2 separate regions of the Rattus norvegicus genome follow, and region 2 is linked to region 1. Evidence: chromatin contacts called from public Hi-C data. All regions are on one chromosome and are shown on one strand. The core of a region is the stretch at or near the end of the contact, and the rest is flanking DNA. Distances in the headings are between cores, read along the strand shown. Region 1 holds the start of Slc38a6 (solute carrier family 38, member 6). Region 2 has its middle 30 kb from the start of Tmem30b.

Evidence for each region. Hi-C and Micro-C count contacts between places; a contact is called where the count stands out from the background.
Region 2: a Hi-C map of the A7r5 cell line shows a contact between it and region 1, with 2.7 times the contacts expected there. The contact joins the enhancer-like site here to the promoter of Slc38a6 in region 1. A contact is called at or near these places in 2 of 12 Hi-C or Micro-C datasets (the A7r5 cell line and mammary epithelial cells).

Annotation. Positions count from the first base shown.
Region 1 is chr6:97,722,225-97,726,032 of GRCr8, forward strand. Slc38a6 (solute carrier family 38, member 6) reads left to right here and starts at 1,302. Exons shown (of 16, transcript NM_001013099.1): 1 at 1,302-1,468; 2 at 2,899-3,029. The coding sequence starts at 1,361. Trmt5 (tRNA methyltransferase 5) reads right to left here and starts at 1,175. Exons shown (of 5, transcript NM_001396073.1): 1 at 1,123-1,175. The coding sequence starts at 1,127.
Region 2 is chr6:97,958,662-97,962,860 of GRCr8, forward strand. No RefSeq gene overlaps it. Among named protein-coding and RNA genes, the nearest start is that of Tmem30b, 30 kb to the right of the region's middle. Within about 2 kb of position 2,035, at least 6 of the 93 cell types and tissues checked have an H3K27ac peak or open chromatin away from gene starts, as enhancers often do. A contact at or near this core is called in the A7r5 cell line, where this site is marked.

The sequences.
Region 1 (3,808 bases), core at 52-2,551:
CGATATTTACTAGGATATTCTTATGGGATCTTATTTTATTTATTCTTATGGGCTGTTGTATCAGAAGCTGTGTTATGAAGTTTGTAAGCTAAGGGGTAGGTTACTCACCCAAAGTTATGTAGCTGCTAAGTGGCTCAACAAGGCTTAAAAGTCCATTACAGTCTTTGCCTAGCATGCATGAAGTCTTGGGGGTTATCCCCAGCATCACATATATGGTGAGGCCTCCCTGTAATCTCAGCTTGAGGAAATAAAGAGGATTAGAAGTTCAAGGTCAGTCTGTAATGCATTTGAGACCAGACCTCAAAAAACAAAAGCCTTAGTTAACAATGACCTTAAAGCTGGGGATACAGCTTAGTTGGAAGAGTGTGTGCCTAGCATGCTTATGCAAATCCATGGGCTTCAGCACTACATAACCTGGGCGTGGTGGTGCAGGCACTCAGAAAGCAGATCAAAAGTTAAGGACATCCTCCAGGCTGGTCTAGACACATGAGATTTGTCCCTTCCCACATGACCTTAGTCTACTGTTAGGGTGCCTTTCATACTGTACTGCCATATGCCATGCCTCTAGCTAAAAGCTTCAGTATTTTGATGACAAGACTATACTGTGCTGTGTGAAGCACAATACTAGTGATTCATTTCATCTTTTAAAATACCAAGTAAATGGTAAACGATCCTGTTACAGAGCCCTATAATATAAAACAATGAAGTTTACGTTTGCACTCATACTTAAGGAACTAGTGCCGACTGCTAGTTTACTGACACTGTAAATGTAGTTGTCCGTCTTCCATTTGTAAAATGTAGATTAAACACCACGAAAAAAAATTTGTGGTACTGGGAACCTAATCCTGGGCATTACTCATGCTAGGCAATACCTCTACCACTGAGCTACACTAGTCCTCACCATGCGTTTGACCAGCCCCGGTACCAAGGGCTCGGGCTCGGGGACAATGAGATGAATGGCCTGGCGGCCTTTTTGCGCTCCTTGGGCGAGAAAGGAGAGCACGGGTCCCACGGCAGTACCACCGGGTCTTTTGCATCACACGAAAGTCTACGGCTCTCTAACCAGCTGCATCTTTCCAGATCCAGCAACAGTCGAGGCCGGATTAAGACCCAAACCCTCACCTCATGCTCTGGTGCAGCTCGGAAATGGGTCTTCTGCGGATGGTGACGTCATCACTGTTGGCCGTGAAGGCAGCGTACAGACCCTGTGGACTCTGCGCCTCTCTTCCGGGCCGCGATTTGCTACGGAATCCGGGAAGGGTCAGGCCCGTAGCTCCGCCCCCTGGAGCCGCTCAGCCGGGGCGCTTGGGGCTAGGGGAAGCGACTCGCTGATTTACTAGGCAGTCGGTCGCGAAGTACCATGCAGGCGTCCCGGTACAGTATAGAAGCCGAGCCTGGCTGGTACGTATCTGTCCAGCAGCCGGAGGAGGCGGTGGCTGCAGAAGAGTGGAGTCCGTTGCTAAGCAACGTAAGTGGGCTTCGCTGGCAGTGCTGGGCTACTGCGCTTCGGCATCCTCCAGAGCTTGCAAGAAGAGCCCTGGACTGGAGGGGACTGACCCTGGAAAGGGGCCCGAACCGCTGACCCTAGCCGAATTTGGAATGTGGTAGCAGCATGGAGCACTCAGTCAACAGTGAGGCTTGGAACACCGGCGGGGTGATTGTTTTGTGTCTTTGTCGCCTCTGTTTAAACCCTCTAGACCTGTGAGGTCTTTGTAAGAACATCACACGATGTTTGTTTTCTGGGTTTAATCATGGGGTGAAGGGAAAGGTGAGCTGTAGACACTTTAATACAGCAGTCCCTGTAAGTGAAGACGAGGAGAGGTCTCAGGTAATGTGTACATGGGTCGTCCTTAACCTAAAGCCGGTGTAGTGGGCTGTGTCCCAAGCGCCCCCTCCCCCTCTCGCACCCTCTTCGGCCCCGAATGTCCAGCCCAGGACCTTGGGCATGCTAGAAAAGCACCCTAACTCAGAGCTGCTCTCCAGTCCTGGCACTCCTCTTTTTAACTGAATCTCTGGACTGTAACAGCTGAGGTTTTGCTTATGTTGTCCCTGTAAGCTATTCCTGATCATACTTCTTGCTGGGAGGACTTAATTCATTGGGTATATAAATAAAAGGTTTGTTTTGCGGTCCTAGTACTTGGGGAGGAAGAGTTAGGGACAGAAGTTCCATGCTGACACTGGGATTCTTCAGGAAGCACGTGAGCTGAGGCCTGTTCCTTCTCCCAGTCTCCACCCCGAGCTTACCCTATCTTGATCTCTTGAAGTCACAAGGTCTTGGCTCCTACTGAAAGTAGCCTGGGCCCTGTACTGAAGGGGGTAGTTTTCCTGGAAGACTAGGTTCCTTGAGTTGCATCAACAGGTCAAACTGAAGGAAAAGGAACAAGTGTTGTGTCCAAATTTGCTTTCTCTTGGTGTGATAACAACCATGACAGAAAGCAAGCTGGGAAGGGAAGAGTTGATTCCATTTTACAGCTACAGTCCTTCTTGAAGGGAAGTCAGAGCCCGGATCTGAAGGCAGAAACTGAAACAGAGGTCACAGAGGAAATATTGACTTGCCCTTTCTGGCTTGTGCAGTTTGATTTCCTTCATCCCCAGGAAGGCTTGATCAGTGATGCTCCCACCTAAAACAGCTGTCTTTTCACATCAATCGGGAATAGCCTCCCCACCCCCCCCCATCCCCACCCCTGCTTTCCTACAGGCCAGTCTCTTGAGGGCGTTCTCCCACTTGAGATTCCCTCTTCTCAAATGACTGTGTTACGTGGACAAAAGAAGTAGCCATGTCCTGGTTTACACAAATCCTCAAGTTTGTAGAAGGGCTCCATAATTTGTCAGTGGTGTTTCGACATACTTTAACTTCCTCCATCAGACCTTTAATGTGGTTAAATGGTGTGTTTACAGGAACCTCGCAGACAGGGATCCTCTGGTGCTTCATTTGGTCTCTCCGTCTTTAATGTGATGAACGCCATCATGGGAAGTGGCATCCTTGGCTTGGCTTATGTGATGGCTAACACGGGTATCCTTGGATTTAGGTGAGGCCTGCTTTCGTATTTTATCATCACGTTTGATTCCAGAAGTTACCGGTCTACAATTTCTAGTTGAATTATTTCCGAGGTTTTAGCGCTGTTTTGTTAACTAGCCTAACTAGCCTGTTTTGGAGGAATGCTACATACAGTCATGCTTTGCTTGAGGGGATGGGCTTTCTTGTAGAAACATCAAGAAGGGAACCTGTGACTGTAAGATAGCATGGGCTTTATTTCAAACAGCACCTGCAAAGCGGGACTCTGGTGTAAGAATCAGAACCTGTTGACTCACAGGCTATGGTGGTTGTAGAGCACAAAAAAGAAAGGGAAGGCCACTGAAAATTTTCCCTCTTGGGCAGGTTGTTGCTAGGGGAAGCTTTGGAGATAAGGTATGTGTTTAGAATGTCATGTGGTAGATAAGCACCTTTCCTGGTCAGCCATTAATGGGGTCCATAGGGCACAGAGGATAAGGATGTAAAAAAACAAGGTACTTTATTTTAGGAATTGTTATTGTTTAACCAAAAGGTGGGGAGGCTACCAAATAGAGTAACCATGGCTAATAGTTCTGAAGTGTGGTACAGTGCTGTTTTGAGGTGAACCTTATAGAGTATACTTAAACAAACTTGGATGATAAAGCCTTCTGCATATCTATGCAGTGTAGCCTGTTACTCCTGGCCTAAAAATCACCTAATGCAGTGTGTTCTGCATGCTAGTACAGTAAATGCAGTAGCAGCTGTAATATAAAGGTATCTGTTTATCAACATGCACAAAAGATTCAGTGAAAGAGG
Region 2 (4,199 bases), core at 785-3,284, 240 kb after region 1:
CAACTCTGTCACACTCCTCCAAGTCAGCCCCACCACACGTCCCTCTCCCAACTCCATGTTGTCTCCATTTATTTATTTATTTGTTTATTCCTTAATTTTATTTTTAAACCTACTGAGTTAATTAGTGTTGCCGGCTGGAATAACTGGTCTCGGTGCAGTACGGTGCAGGTGACTACAGCGGGTTCGTAAGCACCGTGGCCACCACCCATGGAAGATTTCATTTCATAGCACTCTGCCTGGCCCTGAAACTCTCTCATTTCTTCTGACTCTTGCAGAGGGAGCTTGACACAGACATCCCATTTAACATGAATTGGCAGATCAGACAGGATTTTAGGGCAACGAAAACTCACCAGAGAGTTTTCTCAGCCCTTTGACCAGCTGTGAGGCACTGAAACCCCTGTTGCCTGAAGATGTTTAGTGCAGCTTCATAATTCCCTCAATCTGGAATCAACTGGGGTATCTTTCAGGAGGTGAGTTGACATACAAGCAGTGAAATATTACTCAACAATGAACAGGTACACGCTATCAAGCCATGAACACATGTACAGGAATATGCATTGAAGGAGGCCACGTGCTGTATCACTCTACGGCACTCTGGAAGAGCAAACCCACTGAGAGGTGAACAGTGGTGGTCAGGGATTAGAGATGAAGAGGGGGCGACTTGGCAGACCACACAGGAGTTTAGGACAACCACACTGCTCTGTAATGCTGGACTTGGGTCACTATCCATTTGTCCAGACTAGAGGCACAAAAAGGGAACCCTAATATGAGTATGGACTTTGGCAGATAATTGTGCGGGTTTAGGGGTTGTAACAAACGGGCCAGGATTCGGGGTGCTGAGAGTATGTAGAAACCTTCTGTAGTTCCTACTTTTTGCTTTGGTCCTAAAACAGTTCTGAAAAAACAAAGCTTTTGTCCTACCTTTACATTTTTCCATGCTAGAAATAAAACTCATGGCCCAAGGCAGCTACCCTAGCTTTCTACCACTAACCTACCCTCCCTGATCCTTCTAAATATTTGATTTAAATGCTAGTGGTTAGCCCCTGATGGATCCAGAGAAACTGAAAAAGAAATGCTTCGTTTAAAAATTTATTTATCTGATTTCTTTTTAATTACGTGTGTTTGGGTGCGTCCGTGTTGCGCGTTTGTGGATGTAGATGCTCACAGGATCCAGAAGGTGGCATCCTTGAGCTGGAATTAAAGGCTATTGGGAGTTACACATTCGCACCCCCATCCCACCATGTGGGTGCTAGGGACCAAGCTCGGGTCTTCTGAAAGAGCAGTATGTGATCTTAACCAATGATTTCTAAGCCTGGAGTGTTTTATTTCTAATGTCACTGGGGATGCAGCCATGTGCAGTGCGCAGCGGGTCACCTTCGGGGTTAGAACCCACACCTGTGCAGCCAGAGCCATATCAGCATTTGGTCAGGACAGCCCGCTCGCTACCCAGAGGAACACGCCAAATAGGGAGGTGGGAACTTATCGCATGTAGGCAGAGACCTGACCTGGCCCTCACAACCTACTGGACTTGCTAAGTTCCTGAGGAAGGAAGCTGCTACCACTAAAGCCTACCCCGCCCCCAACTGAGGTTAGACTATCTTCTGGGACACCCAAGGTTGGAGCACATTGGGTGATTAGCTGTGTCACAGATGCGACCCTGAACAATGTGATGAGTATCCTGTTGAGAACGGCAGGTGGGCAACAGCATGCACTGCCAGGCCTTCCTGTCTCTATTTTCTCAGCTGATGGTGACACTCAGAAAAGAAAGAGATCGGGCAGGTTTAATGAGAATGGAGCTAGGCTGTCATTTTACCAAAAGAACTCTGACCAGTTTGTCCAGATTGAAGCCTATTCGGCCCAGACGCATTAAAGTATCACTTTCTCCAACATTTCGATCCTTTTGATTCCCCAAACCACAGATTCTTTTCTTCTCCATCTCTAAAGACTAATGTATTTCACCCTGTAGCCTCTGTCTAAAGCCACTGCAGTTAACTAGACAAGGGAAAGGGCCTTTGAAGATTATGGTGGGCAGCAGCGACCTCTGCTGGGAGAATGGGGCATGCGCGCACCACTCTGGACTAACCCAAAAAGTGTGGTGGTACTTGTGGGGGCAGAGAAAAAAACACTTTCATTTCTGTTTCTAAACTATTCAGGGGTTTAAATCAAACGCGTAGGTTTATCTCTTTTTAGCTTTGTAGAAACAAAAAATATGCTACGTGCTCGCCACTCCCACAGCTTATTGGTATCTAAGTGATTTTTTTTTCAGAGAGCCTCACCGTGCACAGAGGTTCTAGGGCAGCCTCGCTGGTGATTAGTTAATGGATTTCTTCCCCATCTACCCGCCTCCAGGAACGCCAAGCTGACCGTGCCCAAGCAGGAAAGTCTGAACTCTGTGGTGGGCTCTTACGCTGTGAGAGCCCCTCGGAGGTAGGACGAGTCGGAGTCAGGTCAATGTGGGGTCAAACGCACTCAAAGAGACATTGACACTCCTTTCGCCAAGCTTTCTTCCTTGATTGCCCAGGAATTTGGATGCTTATTCTTAGCTTGTTGTGGGCGGCAGGAGAACATTGTGAATACTTTTGAAAAGAATGGATAGAAGATGATTAAATTGATAGGGAAAATGAGTCATTAGCTTTTCTCTGAGAATGAATTTCTGCCTTCCAAATCTTGCTATGCCATTACACAAACATGCTGGAAGACTGCCAAGGCATGTGTGAATTTAAGGGAGGGAATTATTAATGGCGAGCCAATAGAAGACATCCCTTTAATTTTGGAATGAGTAAAAAAAAAGGTTAATTTTAAAGTTTTCTCTGCCTATATGAACATTTACTAAAGGAGGAGGTTAGAAAACTCCTGGGAATTTCCAGCTTTCTATCCGGAGGGAATCTGGCTGTCCTTGTGGTAGAGACAGGTACTGGTGGTCATCCCTGTGCTCTGCTGGTCATCCCTGTGCTCTGCTGGTCATCCCTGTGCTCTGCTGGTCATCCCTTGTTCTTCTTGTTTGTTTGTTTGTTTGTTTGTTTGTTTGTTTTCTATCACCTCAATCCAAGCTGGTCATCTGAGAAAAGGAGACCTCGATGAAAAAAATGCTCCTATCAGATTAGACCATAGACAAGCCTGTGGGGCTTTTCATGATTGGCAGTTTACGTGGAAGGATCCAGACCATTGTGGGTAGAGCACCGTTGAGCATCTGGTTTTGGGTTGTAAAAGAAAACAGACTAAGTCAGGAGGAACCAGCCAGTAAGCAGTGTTTCTCTGTGGTCTCTGCACCTGTTCCTGTCTCCAGGTTCCTGCCTTTAAGTTCCTGCCTAGGTTTCTGTGATGATGGCGTTGTGACATAAACCTATATCTTCCTCAGTTGCTTTAGGCCACTGTGGTTATCAAACTAACTCATCATCTAACTGCTTCCTCGGCCCACCAGCTCCGTCTCATCACCTGGACGGTACCAGGAGAAATATTACTGTACTTTTCTCATGGTTGAGTGTCCCCTAAGGATCCCATGTGATGAAATCCTTGGTCTCTTGGGTGGTGTTTTGGGAAGGAACAGAACCATTAATGTGGGGTCCATGGAAGATCCTGACGTTATCAGGTGTGAGATCTTGAGTGGCCTCTTGGATTCTCAGGAGTGGATGTTATAAAATAAGGATGTCTGATGTCTCTACTTCAATAGCAGTTACCTGCTTGCTCTCACTGCTACTGTGGACCCTGCAGCGAAGCAGACTAAACTGCAGTCCTCTGTGCTCGCTGGACACTGACTCTCCGTAACAACTTGATAAGTAGCTTGTCCAGTATTTTGCTCTGGGGATGCAAAACACCATATGTTGACCCTAAAGAATGTAGACACAAACCTATGGGTAAAGAAGACAAAGGTCGGGGGTTGGGGATTTAGCTCAGTGGTAGAGCGCTTGCCTAGCAAGCGCAAGGCCCTGGGTTCGGTCCTCAGCTCCGGGGTTGGGGGGTGGTGGGGGGGAGAAGACAAAGGTCTCTGCCTGTGAAGAGTGCTGTTGGGGAGGGAAGAATTCTGATCCTTCAAACTTGAGGTTTGCACTGCTTGGTCTGCCTTTTAATCTTGTTCTCTTAGATGAGCCCACCAAAGGCTACAGCATCTTACCTCCCTCCGGTCGCTAGGATTACCGCACAGCAGAGCAAACTCTGTTCCTCTCAAACAATTTGGCGAGCTCTTAGCAGAACCAGTTTCC